3 separate regions of the Zea mays genome follow, and regions 1 and 2 are each linked to region 3. The links are chromatin contacts, called in public Hi-C maps. All regions are on one chromosome and are shown on one strand. The core of a region is the stretch at or near the end of the contact, and the rest is flanking DNA. Distances in the headings are between cores, read along the strand shown. Region 1 holds the start of LOC100216614 (Glutaredoxin family protein). Region 2 has its middle 48 kb from the start of LOC109944191. Region 3 holds the start of LOC103646496 (ABC transporter B family member 29, chloroplastic).

What was found. Hi-C and Micro-C count contacts between places; a contact is called where the count stands out from the background.
Region 1: a Hi-C map of tassel shows a contact between it and region 3, with 2.6 times the contacts expected there. The contact joins the promoter of LOC100216614 here to the promoter of LOC103646496 in region 3. A contact is called at or near these places in 4 of 25 Hi-C or Micro-C datasets (ear, endosperm, leaf and 1 more) and 1 of 3 datasets of contacts at active chromatin or transcription factors (leaf).
Region 2: a Hi-C map of leaf shows a contact between it and region 3, with 2.9 times the contacts expected there. The contact joins the enhancer-like site here to the promoter of LOC103646496 in region 3. A contact is called at or near these places in 5 of 25 Hi-C or Micro-C datasets (ear, leaf and tassel).

The regions. Positions count from the first base shown.
Region 1 is chr2:58,992,505-58,996,762 of Zm-B73-REFERENCE-NAM-5.0, reverse strand. It overlaps LOC100216614 (Glutaredoxin family protein), which reads left to right and starts at 2,561. Exons shown (of 1, transcript NM_001143027.1): 1 at 2,561-4,258. The coding sequence starts at 2,694. The coding sequence ends at 4,037. It overlaps LOC103646497, which reads left to right and starts at 932. Exons shown (of 1, transcript NM_001352344.1): 1 at 932-2,085. The coding sequence starts at 1,038. The coding sequence ends at 1,847.
Region 2 is chr2:58,672,076-58,676,199 of Zm-B73-REFERENCE-NAM-5.0, reverse strand. No RefSeq gene overlaps it. Among protein-coding and RNA genes, the nearest start is that of LOC109944191, 48 kb to the left of the region's middle. Within about 2 kb of position 1,914, at least 17 of the 20 cell types and tissues checked have an H3K27ac peak or open chromatin away from gene starts, as enhancers often do. A contact at or near this core is called in ear, leaf and tassel, where this site is marked.
Region 3 is chr2:58,859,368-58,864,057 of Zm-B73-REFERENCE-NAM-5.0, reverse strand. LOC103646496 (ABC transporter B family member 29, chloroplastic) reads right to left here and starts at 1,404. Exons shown (of 9, transcript XM_008671225.2): 1 at 691-1,404; 2 at 1-50. The coding sequence starts at 1,308.

The DNA of each region.
Region 1 (4,258 bases), core at 1,312-3,811, 130 kb before region 3:
AGCTCTAGTAAAATTTTTAGCCTCACAAAAAGAAGTAATGAATCAGGAACACAAATATTAAACCTTTTTACATAGTTTTTGGTTATTAATAATTAAGGAGATACTCCTAAAATTTTAAGAAAAGTAGAACAAATATGATATCTAATTGTTGATTTTTATGTAAAATTATATAAAACTGATGTCACGCCCTTAAAACCATCAACTAAAACTGTCCAAGGAATTATTTGTCTGGTTTTACAAAGCTGAGGTGGTTAAATAACTGGTTTTGAAGGTCAGGTAGTGAAGTAGACCATTCTCTAAAGATCAATGTTTATGTAGACTTATTCCATGCGCAATCTACATGAGGAAAAACACGGAAAAAATATGCCACTGATAGATGATAAGGCAATTTCAATCAAATTGTCATTGTGTGGATTTAGAGCTGGTGCATAAGCCAAACAGATTCATAATGGATCTCAGATTCACTAGTAGACTTGCTCTCGGCTGAAATTTAGATCTAGATTTACTTTTTCAACGCTCTCTGCTGAATTTTAGACCTTGATTCGGCAATGACACTGTGCTAAACAGACCTAGTACAAATCACCAGCTCTAGAAAATAGATATATTTCATAGAGCTAGATCATCTTTTTGTAGAAGCGATACATTTGGTAGGTTGGACCCAAAATGCAAATGTCAAATGGTAACGACAGAAATGACACAGTTTTATTTTGTTGACACACAGCCATGTCCATGTTGGACAGAGCCAAAGCAACACAAACCCATCATTAGCCTCCAAAACCACCTTATAACCCGGACTCAGTTTGCACTCAACCACCCTCGCCATTCGCAACGGGTACTTTGGCAGCGGCCACCTTATGACATTTTCGAAGTCGCTGCTGCACCTTTGGCGCGTCGTGGCCTTTTAAGACCAGATCAGTCTGCTCCTCGCTTGTCAGTCACTCGTACTCGCTCGTGAGTCGTGACTTCGTGAGCAGCCCAGATCGCCGCAGGACCACCTCTTCTGCGTCGGTGCCCGCAGCTTCGGCTTCGCGGAGTCCATGTCCAAGGCGGCGTGCGAGTGCGAGACGGCCACCGTGCTCCCTGACGCCGGTGCCGTCCAACTATGCGCCCGCGGTGGTGCTGGTAGCGCCAGCCCTCGTGCCGACGACGCGGGCGCGCCAGCGGAGTCGGTCCTGCTCCGGGTTCCGGACGGCGTCGGCTTGGGCCATCTGTTTGGCGCGGCGCTGCGGCGGGACGCGTCCACCAAGGGCAGCTCCAACCCCAAGGCGGCCGCCGAGGCGGCGGCGCGCAAGGGCGCGCCGAGCGCGGACTCGAGGAGGTTGTTGCCGGCCACGACGGCGGCGGCCAGCAGCAAGACCGCCGTGGTCATCGGCGTCCTGCCGGCGAGCAAGGTCAAGGTGGCGGTTGCCAAGGAGCGTCGCGCTCCCGGCCGCGCCGTCGTCGCCCGCGCGTGGCGCCGGCCGGCGGCAGGGGCCAGGGTCTTCGCGAGCGAGGCCGTGGGGCCGGAGCCCGTGTCCCCGAAGGTGTCCTGCTTCGGGGCCGTACTGTCGGAGAGATCTGCCGCGGCGCGGCGAGAGGGGGGAGAGGAAGGGGAAGAGAGCGGCGCCGGCGGGTGCTGGGCGAGCCTGGGGGCCGCGCTTCTTGGCCTATGTTGCAGCGGCGATGGTCGTGAAGGCCGCCACCTGTGCCGCGCTAGCGAACCAAATCCGAAGGCCACGGCTCTGGAGCCTCATCGGCGGCAGTGCGTCGCCGTGACGTCGCCACCGCGGCCGGTGGCGGGGCTTGGAGACGTGAAGCGCCTCGCTTCGCGGCGTTGGCCAGAGACCATGGCGCGGGAGACGGTTTGAATGTCCTCCCCGTGCTTCGTGAGGCACACGGGCACGGCGGCAGACTTGTACGACGTCCACGGACAACGGTTGCCGATGCAGCGCCAGGGAAACTCCTCGGACCTGCTCCTGACCGTTCTAGTGTTGGAGTCCTGTGGCTGTGGTGTGTGTGCATGTGTCACTTTTTTTCTGTTTGTTTGTAAGCTCCATCTCGTGCCATGTGTATCGACATTGGACTCCGGTCCTGTTTCCTTTGTCATTCGAGTAGCTACTAGCAATTTGGATATCAGTTCTCAAGATGGTAGAGCCGACCTGAAAAGTTGAAAAAAGCTTGGGCTTGACAAATGACAAACTGTGATTAAAAACTGAGAAAAAAAGGTTGGTTAAAAAAAAAGTCGGAACCTTTTGGTCTCGCACGCGAGATTTTAAAGGCCCAAACAAGGAACAACAAGCCCATATAGTACTCCAACGGATCAGCCTGACGCTGACGCGTCAGCGCCACTTTTCTTTGGTTTCTGCGCCTCCCTCTGCGTCCCGCACCCACCGTTCTGCCAAAGCCGACCGTTGGAATGAACCCTCGCATCGGCATCTCCCACCACCACACCAGCACGAGAAAAATTATTAAGGAAAAAAAGAAACCGACATCTCCAGCAGCCCCCGCCCCTTCCATGACCGTTGCGCGGTTCAAACCCCTCAAAACGGCCACTCCCTGAAGCCAGTCAAGCGTAGCACCACACCACTGCACAGTCTGCACCACACGGCCACACCGGTCGAGAAAGCGAAAGCCAAAGCCGCGAAGGCCGCGGCGGTTAGAAGAGAGGAGAGCAGACCGAGAGCCGAGAGGCACGCGTCGTAGCGAGCCAGTCGATGGGGTGCATCTCCTCGAAGCTCCTCCCGCCGGGGCCAGGCGGCGACGGCAGGCGCGCCACGGTGCGCGGCCGTGTCGAACACGTCGTCTCCCTCACCTCCACCACCTACGGCGTCCTCGACCTCCACCCCAAGCACGGAGGAGCCGTCCTCCCCGCATCTGCCGCTGCTGACGAAGAGGCGGAGAATGAGCAGCAGCAGCAGCCGCCGCCGCCGCCGCCTCAGGACAAGCCGATAAGCAAGGAGTGGAAGCGTGCCAGCATGCGTCCGCCGCCAATTGCGGTCCCGAGCGCCGACAAGAAGCCGGCGGGGAAGCCGGAGTCCGGCCTGGAGGTCATCAACGCGTGGGAGATCATGGCCGGGCTCGAGGAGTCCTACGCCGCCGGGTCGCCGGCGAAGAAGCCGTCCAAGCCGGGCCGGTGGTCGCCGGCCAGGGTCATCGCCATGGCCCTGCCGTCGCCCAAGAGGTCGGCGACGAGGCGGAAGAACACGCCGGGGAAGGAGAACAGCCCGCTCCAGCGTTGCTCGGGAAATACCAGCAGCAGGGGCAGGGACAAGGACAAGCCAGGCGACGTCGACACCGACAGGGTCCTCCGCCCGTACAATTCGATCGACAACTCCAAGCTGTCGATGGCGTCCAAGAGGTTCTCCCCGGGCAGCGCGCGGATCGTCCGCAAGCCCAGCGCCGCCGCCGCCGAGACCACCGGCGGCGGCGGTGGCGGCATGTCGTCGTCGCGGCGCAGCCTGAGCCCGCTGTTCGACCCGGAGCTGCTGGCGTCCATCGAGCGCGAGCTCTCGGAGGAAGGCGCCCACGTCAAGCGGATGGTAGGGTCGGAGAAGCCCAAGCACCCGAAGGCGGCGCCGCCGGCGATCGTGGCAGAGGGGAAGTGTCCGCCTGGGGGCGCTGACGCCGTCGTCCTCTACACCACCACACTCCGCGGCATCCGCAGGACCTTCGAGGAGTGCAACGCCGTGCGCGCGGCCATGGAGGTCCACGACGTGAAGCTGATCGAGCGGGACGTGTCCATGGACTCGGGCTACCGCGAGGAGCTTCGCCTGCTGCTGGGCGGCCGGGAGGTGCGCGTGCCCGCCGTGTTCGTGCGGGGCAGGCACGTCGGCGGCGCCGCCGAGGTGGCCAAGCTGGAGGAGGAAGGCAAGCTGAAGCCGCTGCTGGAGGGCCTGCCCCGGGCGCGGGTGTGGTGCGCGGGCTGCGCCGGGGTGCGCTTCGTCATGTGCCGCGACTGCAACGGCAGCCGCAAGGTGCTCGACGCCGACCGCAAGGAGACGGTCAAGTGCGGCGAGTGCAACGAGAACGGCCTCGTCCGCTGCCCGATCTGCTCGTGAATCGTCCGCGAACGATGGGGTGGATCAGGCGATTGATTGGTGGTGTCAAAGTTGTGCATTGCTGTGTTCGATTGGGTTGATCTGCCCGTCTACCCCCACGGCTGCTTTTGATCTTGCTATATGCGATGTGCCTGTTGCTCTCGGCAACAGCTGCCACTGTAATATGAACCCATTCATATTGTTGCATATGTAGTTTAATTATCTAATTTAATCAAATGTAA
Region 2 (4,124 bases), core at 665-3,164, 190 kb after region 3:
TAATATTCTTAGTAACATGACTAAAAATTAACACCAAATTCTATGTTAAATATAAGATTTGTTATATAATTCGGATTTTTAAGAATGATTCACAAGGAAGTTGTTCAAGCGACATAGAGAGGAAGGGTGTCATCTTGGCAAATGAAAACACGAACAATCTATTAGAGTGAAGTGAATGGTGGTGGCATCGCTACTAACGACAAAGCGGTTCAACGAACAGTTCCTGATTTCAACCATGATGGCAACATGGAGTACAACATGGCCGCATGACACATCTCTTTCTGACCGATAGGGAAAAACTTGTTTTCTGATCCATGCATTATGCTTGCGAGATTTGAAGACCATTGTTTAGGAAAGACCCTAGATCTTTCAGGGGAATGTATAAATGTTGGAAAAGTTCGATGGTGGGATGACAACATCGATGGCGATTCCTAGCAAGGTGCAAGTTTGGATTCAGATCCATAAGGTCCCTCCCATGTACAAAACAGAAATCATAATCAATTAGTTGGCAGGGAAGGTGGGTGAAGTCCTAGTTTGGTTTTGGTAATTAAGTGACAACCTATATAGGCTAATATATGTTTGAGTTGAGGTGCGTAGGTATTTAGTTGATTAGTTCACACGTACACTAGTGTGAGCAATATGAGTCATGGTAGTGATGTGGCTTGGTTATGTTGCAATGCTTAAACTATTGTTCATTGAAGGAGTTTATTTCAAATGAGACATGACATGATCATATGTGGCAAGGTGAAGAAGATCAAAATACATGGCTTGGCTGTGACAAACATGTTGCTATAGTGAACCGCAAGTGGAGGCTAGAATGTGAAACCGTGTGGCGATAAATATACAACAAGGACTTGGCGCCGATGTTACAATGCTCAAACAATGTTGATTATAGGAGCTTAATACATATAAGATATGACATGATGTCATATGGCTTGGTGAAGAAAATCAAGAGAGATGGCTTCGCTACCATAGACCAATTGCTAGTATAAAGGGCAAGTTGGAGACTTAGGTGTGATGGACTATGTGGAGGTGAAGCTAGAGCAAGGACTTGGAGCTGATGGACCAAATGCAACGGTGAAGAGCACACGAAGTTTTGATTCATGAAACAATAAGATCATGTGATGATATAAAGTGGATCATACCATTTTTGGGTGGATGATGAAGAAACTTCATGTTATGGGCAATGATCAAAGGTAGAGTCATTGGCTACACCTATGGATGATCATTGTTCATCATCTGTTGATGGAGGTCGAAGACTTGTGTGGCTTCAGCAACATGGAGATAGAATGGAACGCGCAAAGGAAAGACATGCTTGTAGGAATATTATTTCACCCGTCAAAGGCTGTGTAGAGAAATAATTAACTTCGTTTAGAATAGATAGATGCACTATAAAGAGGGGAAATCTCTTAGTTGTAATGGTTATCTAGTTTCACTAAGTGTATATTTATTTTTGCATACGCATAAGCACTTATTGATGTGGTGAGGTGCATGAGAAAGGTCGTTAAAATTATTTGCAAAAAGATTTATCTAGTGCTTAATTTGCTTTAGCACTTCTAGTTGAGGTAGCACTAAAAAGTGTTAAAATCGATGGCAAAAACCATAGAGTAAAGGTGGAAAACGATTGTCGTCGATGGCTTGCTACTCTTTAGGACAAAATTTGTAAGACCCTTATGAAATTTCAGGCCAAGAGCTTCTATATAGACGTGCGAGTTGCTGGCTCGGAACTTCCAAGAGCCCACAGAAATGTTTGAGCGGGCCCTTTTTATTGGCAGCGTGGCCTCTCAACTGAAATTTGGACCACGACCTAGTTTTTCTAAATGGGAGGCTGTCGCGGGTAGGTGCGCTAGTGCCAGCCTTACTGGTCGGGCCATCTTGTGGTGGCACGGGACATGGCAGGGGTGCAGTGCAGCATGGGTGCTGGGTTGGCCCAGACCTTCATCCGCATAGGGACACACACGAGACCTAGAACCACTGTAGTGCATGGGCCGCTGGGCTTAGAGAGCTAAGGCCTCACATTATTACTCCTCACATTATTACTTCCATATTCTACATCAGTTAAAAAGCCTTCTATGTAATATAAAAAAAGAGTAAACTGTGCAACATGATTTTAGATTAATTGTTCAATATTTAATGGTGTATTACATTAAGCGAAAATAATTCAAAATACTCAACAATACTACTATAACATGATGGCTGTAGAGCATAAAAACTCAAAAGATGAGTCTACATTTTGTTAGACATAATTAGCATATTTGTAAATTACTCATGAATTAGTTCTTATGATTACTTTTTGAATTTAATATTTTTAGTTTTCTCAAGTTTTTAAAGTTGTCTCTGTCACTCGCTCTTTAATACTAACTTATACTCACTCTGTCCCAATTTATAATTCGTTTAATTTTTGTGCCAAGTTTGGTCTACTCGTCTTATTAAAAAAATTTGCAAAAAAATGAAAAATTGAAAGCCATACTTAAAGTATATTGTAGAGTAGACGATATCATAGTAAGAACTAACAATAATTATAACTTTCTTGAATAAGACAAGTCGATCAAATTTGGATACAAAAGTCAAACAAATTATAAATTGGAATGGAGGAGGTATAAATTATCATACTATTTCAAAACATATAGTATATTCATGATATTCTAGTTATTCTAACAAAAGCGGATACAAAAATCATATCTACTACATCAAAACCATAAACTTTCAACAACATGTTAACTTCTGACGGGTTATTATAGCTCTCGCAAGTTAAGTAACTTCCATTACTCTCTAACTTCCGATGACCATCGCTAACTTTCTGAAGTTAGCTATTATGACCTAACGGGCGAAGACGGAGCCCAGCTATTCGACGGCCACGCCCCCGGCTTTTTGTGCCTACCGCCACCACTGTAGCCTCCTGTTGCCACCTCCCATGCCGTCGCGCCACCCCCATGATCTGCACCCCATCATGCCCGCCTCGCTGTTGTAGCTCCACCCTGTTGCGATAACAGCGCCGTCACTGTGCCACTCCCACGACGTAGTGCACGCTGTTGCAACTCCCCTATGCCCGAGCATGGCCCCGTACTGCCCTCGCGTCTACGACCGTCCATGCACCCGTCCATGAGTCATTTCCAGTCGTATTATTCTGAGAGGCTAACTTCTGACGATATCACCTAACTTTCGAGACGAAGTTTAACTTCCGAATGTTTTTAACAAACTTCTAAGAGTGCAGGCTCTTAGAAGTTATTAAGTTTCCTTTAGTGACCATGCTTGATGCTAGGTAGAAATCTCTAGAGATCAGATAGATACACAACTGTGGGACTCCTCCTAGATAAGAGGCTTAAATAAATATGACAACGACGGTTGTGCAAGTAAGGCTTACATGCAAGCATACCACCTGGACTTTTAGATCGTGATTCAATAGCAGTTGTATATTTAGGCTGTTTTCGGTGGATCGTGTAAAATAGAAGACGCGGAACGGCAGATGATACTGTTTGAAGAGTGAAGTTTGAAATAGGGGATGAGATAAGGGATCTGCTGGAGATTGCCTTAACATTTAATCTATGGTTGAATCATGATCTAAAAATCCAAAAAACTCGTTTACACGCTTGTACCTAAGACTTGTGCAATAGTCATTGCCATGATTGTGAATGAATTAATTGTCTAAAAACTATAGTGCTCTGTTTGGATGTCGATATGGGAGAGGATGGACTTGAATTGGGTTGAATACCAAATCAGGCATGGTATTGAAATGAGATGTAATTCCAATTCTATTGTTTGGATGTCATTGAATTTGAGTTTGAAATTAGGCGTTCTAATTCCACACAATAACAATACTGAGGGGTGAGGCTTTGTATTAGGAGAGAGGGTTTTACAATTCCAGAGAATTGGGTCTCTGATTCCAAATCACAATTCCACGCGGAACCAAACAATAGAATTTAGGAAAACTGATTTTAATTTTTAATTCTATGCTACAACATCTACATCTAAACGGGGTATAGCATGACTAACATGCGGCGAGACAATGTGCGCAACTGACCAAATAGGGCCTTAAGCTCTATTTGGATCCTCTTAATAACATTGGTATTAGCTCGAGCTCAACTAACTTTTAGCTGTATTATCTGAAGACATTCAGAATAGCG
Region 3 (4,690 bases), core at 155-2,654:
CGAAGCCTTTTACCAAGATTGACTATGGCGAAGCACATGCATGGAATGACCTGTTTATACAATGGAAATTAAACAATGCAAATAGATGTGATTATGAAACAACAATATGAACTGTGGACATGGCTTCCGTTGCTGCAAGCAATGAGAGCATGGGATTGATTGTCACCATCTGAATGGCCATCGTTATCAACTGCAAGCTTGTTGGCACAATCGTCTGTGTCAAATTAGTAGTCAGAATCCATATATGTGCAGAGTACCATGCATTGGCACAATTGGCGTGGAGTTGGACACTTGGACTGTAACTATTACAGCAGCCATAATGTGTTGCGTTATGTTGGAGGTTTTTGCCTCCATGATTGATGAAGTAACCAACATATTTGAAGATCAGAAAGTGCAATCAAATTTGGTGAAATTTAACCGGTATACAGATGCTTACTAGTGCTAGCATAAGATGTGAAGGAAAAGCTCAAATTCAGAAAGTTCAAATTTTGAATTTTAAGACTACCAATTCAACAATTAAACTAACAGTTATGCAGGCATTTCCACGAACAGCAAACCTACATTCCATAAAACTAACAAACACAGCAACCTGCACATCTAATCTACAAAGGTTTGTTACTCACTGAAGCGACTGCGAGTCGATCGGCAACAGATAAAATAAGGACGAATGCAAGTCTCCAGGAACCTCACGTTGAGCACGGAGAACAAGGCATCCGCGACATCGTCCGCCTCGTCGGTGATCCTGTGCGCGATGTCGCCCGCAGCCACCCCTCCCCTACCCTCGAAGAACTCGAGATCGCGCTCTAGGAGGCGCTCGAAGGCGCGCTCCCGCAGCCGCCCCGCCGCCTGCAGCGCCGCCTCCCAGAGAAACGCCTGCTGCGCGTATGTAGCGGCGGCACGCGCCGATGCAAACGCAGCGAGGGCGACCCCGCCCCTGGCTGCCACCACAACAGCCGCGCCCCCTCCCCCGCCGCCGCCGGCGAGCGCGCGCGGCAGGCGCCCCGCGGCGGGCACTGCGCGGGAGAGGCAGTATACGGCGACGGCGGCGCACGCCCAACCCTTCGCGACGGCCTCCCACTCGGCGGTAATGTAGGGGAAGACATCGGGTAGAGGATAAGGCGGCAGCTTCGAGCCACTGGCGGTGGCGCGAACACGGAAACTGAAACGGAAGGCGCACGCCGCAGCCGGTGTCGGGATCAGAGCCCGCGTCCGCGCATGAGCCACGCCACCGTGGGTCCGCGGCCAGAGGTGCAGGTTTGAGGTTAGAGTTCGGGAGACGTGGGTTGAGAGAGGCGGAGCCACGGCCATGGCGTCTGAAGTGGCATACGATGCGAAGGTGCGGGAAAAGACGCGGCGCCGCCGGCAGGAGAACCGAAAGCTGAACTGCTTGCGTGCCACGTCACTCACGTGACCCGTTAGCCCGGCACGGAGCACGGTTTTTTAGCACGACACGAGCCCGACACGGCATGGGTTGAAGCGGGCCTGGGCTTAGCCTGGCCCGTAGAGCGTGTCGGGCTCGACAGGAATTTAAGCCCGTTGGGCTGGCCCGGGCATAGCCCGTTATCAGCCGGGCCTGTAAACCGGCTCGTTCACACAGCACTCTACCAGAAAAATATTGGGATGCCTGCCTCCTCCCATTCCCAACGGCCCAAATAGGGCATCCCGCATCCGCAGACCGTAGCAAGCCTCGTGTTATTTAGTCCGAGCGAAGACGTCGTGTAACCCTAACCCTAACGCTCTCTCACTCCTGCGTCCTCTCCTCTCCGTGCGGCGACTCCCAGATCCGGCTCTCGGTCTCTCTCGGCGGTGTTCCTCTCCATGCGCGGCGGCGGCTTCCTCTCCGTGCTTGGTTCCCTCCATTGCTCCTCCGGTGCTCTTGGTCCCGTGCGCGTCCGGGGCTCTCGGTACGGTGCGCGGGCGCGCGGCTGCCTCGGTCCCTCCTCGAGAACTCCGGTGCTCCCTCGGTCCCTCCTCGAGAACTCTGGTGCTCTCTGGCCCCTCCTCCCGACGCAGTATGTCCCGAGCGCACTCCGTCCCAGGCGCAGTCCGGTGCTCCCTCCCTGCTCCCTCCTCCCGGCGCGGCGCACTCCGGTACTCCCTCCTCCATAGCTACGGTGCTCGGTGCTCCCACCTCCCTGCTCCCTCCTACCGGCGCGGCGCATCCGGTGCTCCCTCCTCTAGAGCTCCGGTGCTCCCAAGTCCCACCTCCCTGGTCCCTCCTACCGGCGCGGCGCATCCGGTGCTCCCTCCTCGAGAGCTCCTGTGCTCCCACCTCCCTGCTCCCTCCTACCAGCGCGGCGCATCCGGTGCTCCCTCCTCCAGAGCTCAGGTTTATGAGATAGGATTTAGTGAATTTTTAGTGAATCACTGTCCACCTGTGAACTGTGATCTAGATCTTCATTTTAATCTGAGCTGAATCACTATCCACCTGTTATTGGATTTCACATTACTTGCATGACCATGGATTCCAGTTCGATACTTTAGTGAATATTTAGTGGATCACTGTCCACCTGTGAATCACTGAGATGTTTCACTGTCCATCTGTGAATCACTGAGCTGTTACTAGATGCTTTTAAATTCAATCTGTCCATATGTGATTGTTTCAAACTATTAATCTGTCCAGTTGATTCAAATTATTAATTTGATATGTGATTCTTTCTAACTCAGTCTATTAATCTAATATGTGATTCTTTTAATCTGAGTTGTTTCACTGTCCATCTGTGAATCACTGAGCTGTTACTAGATTCTTTAAAATTCAATGTGTCCATCTGTGATTGTTTCAAACTATTAATTTGTCCAGTTGATTCAAATTATTAATCTGATTTGTGATTCTTTCTAACTCAGTCTATTAATCTGATATGTGATTCTTTTAATCTGAGTTGTTTCACTGTCCATCTGTGAATCACTGAGTTGTTACTAATGGGTTTCAGCAATATCTTGAGATTATTATCTAGGTTATCTGGTAGTGACTACTCACTTTACTATACCTATGTGAAAAGTGAACTGTCTACAATGTTTAATAAATATGATCTAAAGTTTGGTGCAGTTAGGCATCAAGTGCCTCATCCTCCTCCAACTATCACAGGTAAAAGAAAACAAAACTGGGGATTTATTTATGCATCTGATTGTACATCTGAGTTCACTTATCCTAGTTCTACCACACCTAACCTTGGTAGTGGAACATCAGCATCTGCTTTGCTTCAACAAGCACACTCTAGTGCTGGCCTTAGTTCACTTGACACAGAATTGTCCTCCTACCTAGATAGTGACACTTTACAGAAGTTTGATGAGGACTTCAATATCCTAAACTGGTGGCATGAACATAAGTTGTCCTATCATGTTCTCTCCATCTTAGCTAGGGATGTTATTTCTGTTCCTGTTTCAACTATATCTTCAGAATCTGCATTTAGTCTCTATGGCAGGATAATCGAGGAACAACGAAGGCGCCTAGCACCAGAAATGGTAGAGATGCTTCTTTGCATGAAAGACTGGGAACTTGGTGAAGCTAGAGGGTAGCACTGTACACAGGACCAAGAACTTGAAGATGCATTTGAAGGACTTTATCTTGATGACCCTTAGGACTTTTATCTTCCTAGTTCCTACTCTATTCTTTTGATTTGGAAATCTGGTGATGTAAGCTGTAATATGTAACTGAACAACCTTGACATGAACTATTAAATCAGAGTTGGGTTGTACTCTTTTTTTCCTTTCTAGGGTTTTCTCACGAGGAGTGAGTTTTTACCTAGAAAGGTTTTTAATGAGGCAGCCATTGCACGAACAACTATAATCCCTTATATTACTTATCTTTATATTTATGTTTTGTGCATGTGCAAGTGTGAATATGTATATACTCAACTGTGTGTCTGTGTGATTTATGTCATTATGTGGATGTGCAAATGTAAACTATGTGAATTTATGTGCATGTGCAAATGTGAACTGTGTGAATTTGCAACTGTGTTACTTGCCGTGCTCGGGCTGGGCCAGGCTCCTTCATGGGCCGTGCTTTCTGGGCCAGCCCGGCAAGGATGGGCCTGTTTAGTGCCATGCTCGGACGGCATAGGCAGCCCATCGGGTACCACGGCCCGACCCGGTTATCAGTTTGGGCTCAAACGGGTCGGGCTCAAACGGGCTCGGGCTGGGCCGGGCCGTGCCGCCCGTTTGGACATCTATACACGTCACCAACGTCTTCGCCTGATGGGCTACCGCTACCGGCTCTCTCTAAATCATAGGACTGTTTATGACCTAAAATTAGCTGCTAATAAAATAGCTTAAATTAATTGAGAGTGTCTTGCTAGTTTTTTTACCTCGATAGAGATTGGCTATTAGACGACTAATAACTAATTCAAAGCTTGGCTAGAGAAATAGCTTACATATTAACTAAAAGTCGCCTAGGGGGTGAATAGGCAAATCTGAAATTTATAAACTTTAAGCACAACTACAAGCCGGTGTAACACCCACTTTGTAATTAGTTAGGAATAATACCAATAGAGAAACAGTTTTTCTTTATGTGAGTTTGATCTTTGTGCATCATCATATGTGAACACCATGCCCAAAAACAATTAATAAAAAGATATGCTACCAAACCATGACATCATGCTGGATTTTGTTTTGTGTGCATTTTGTGTCAACATAAAATAATTTGAAGAAGAAATATATTAAATTCCAAAAATAAAAATTTAAATCCTAAAGG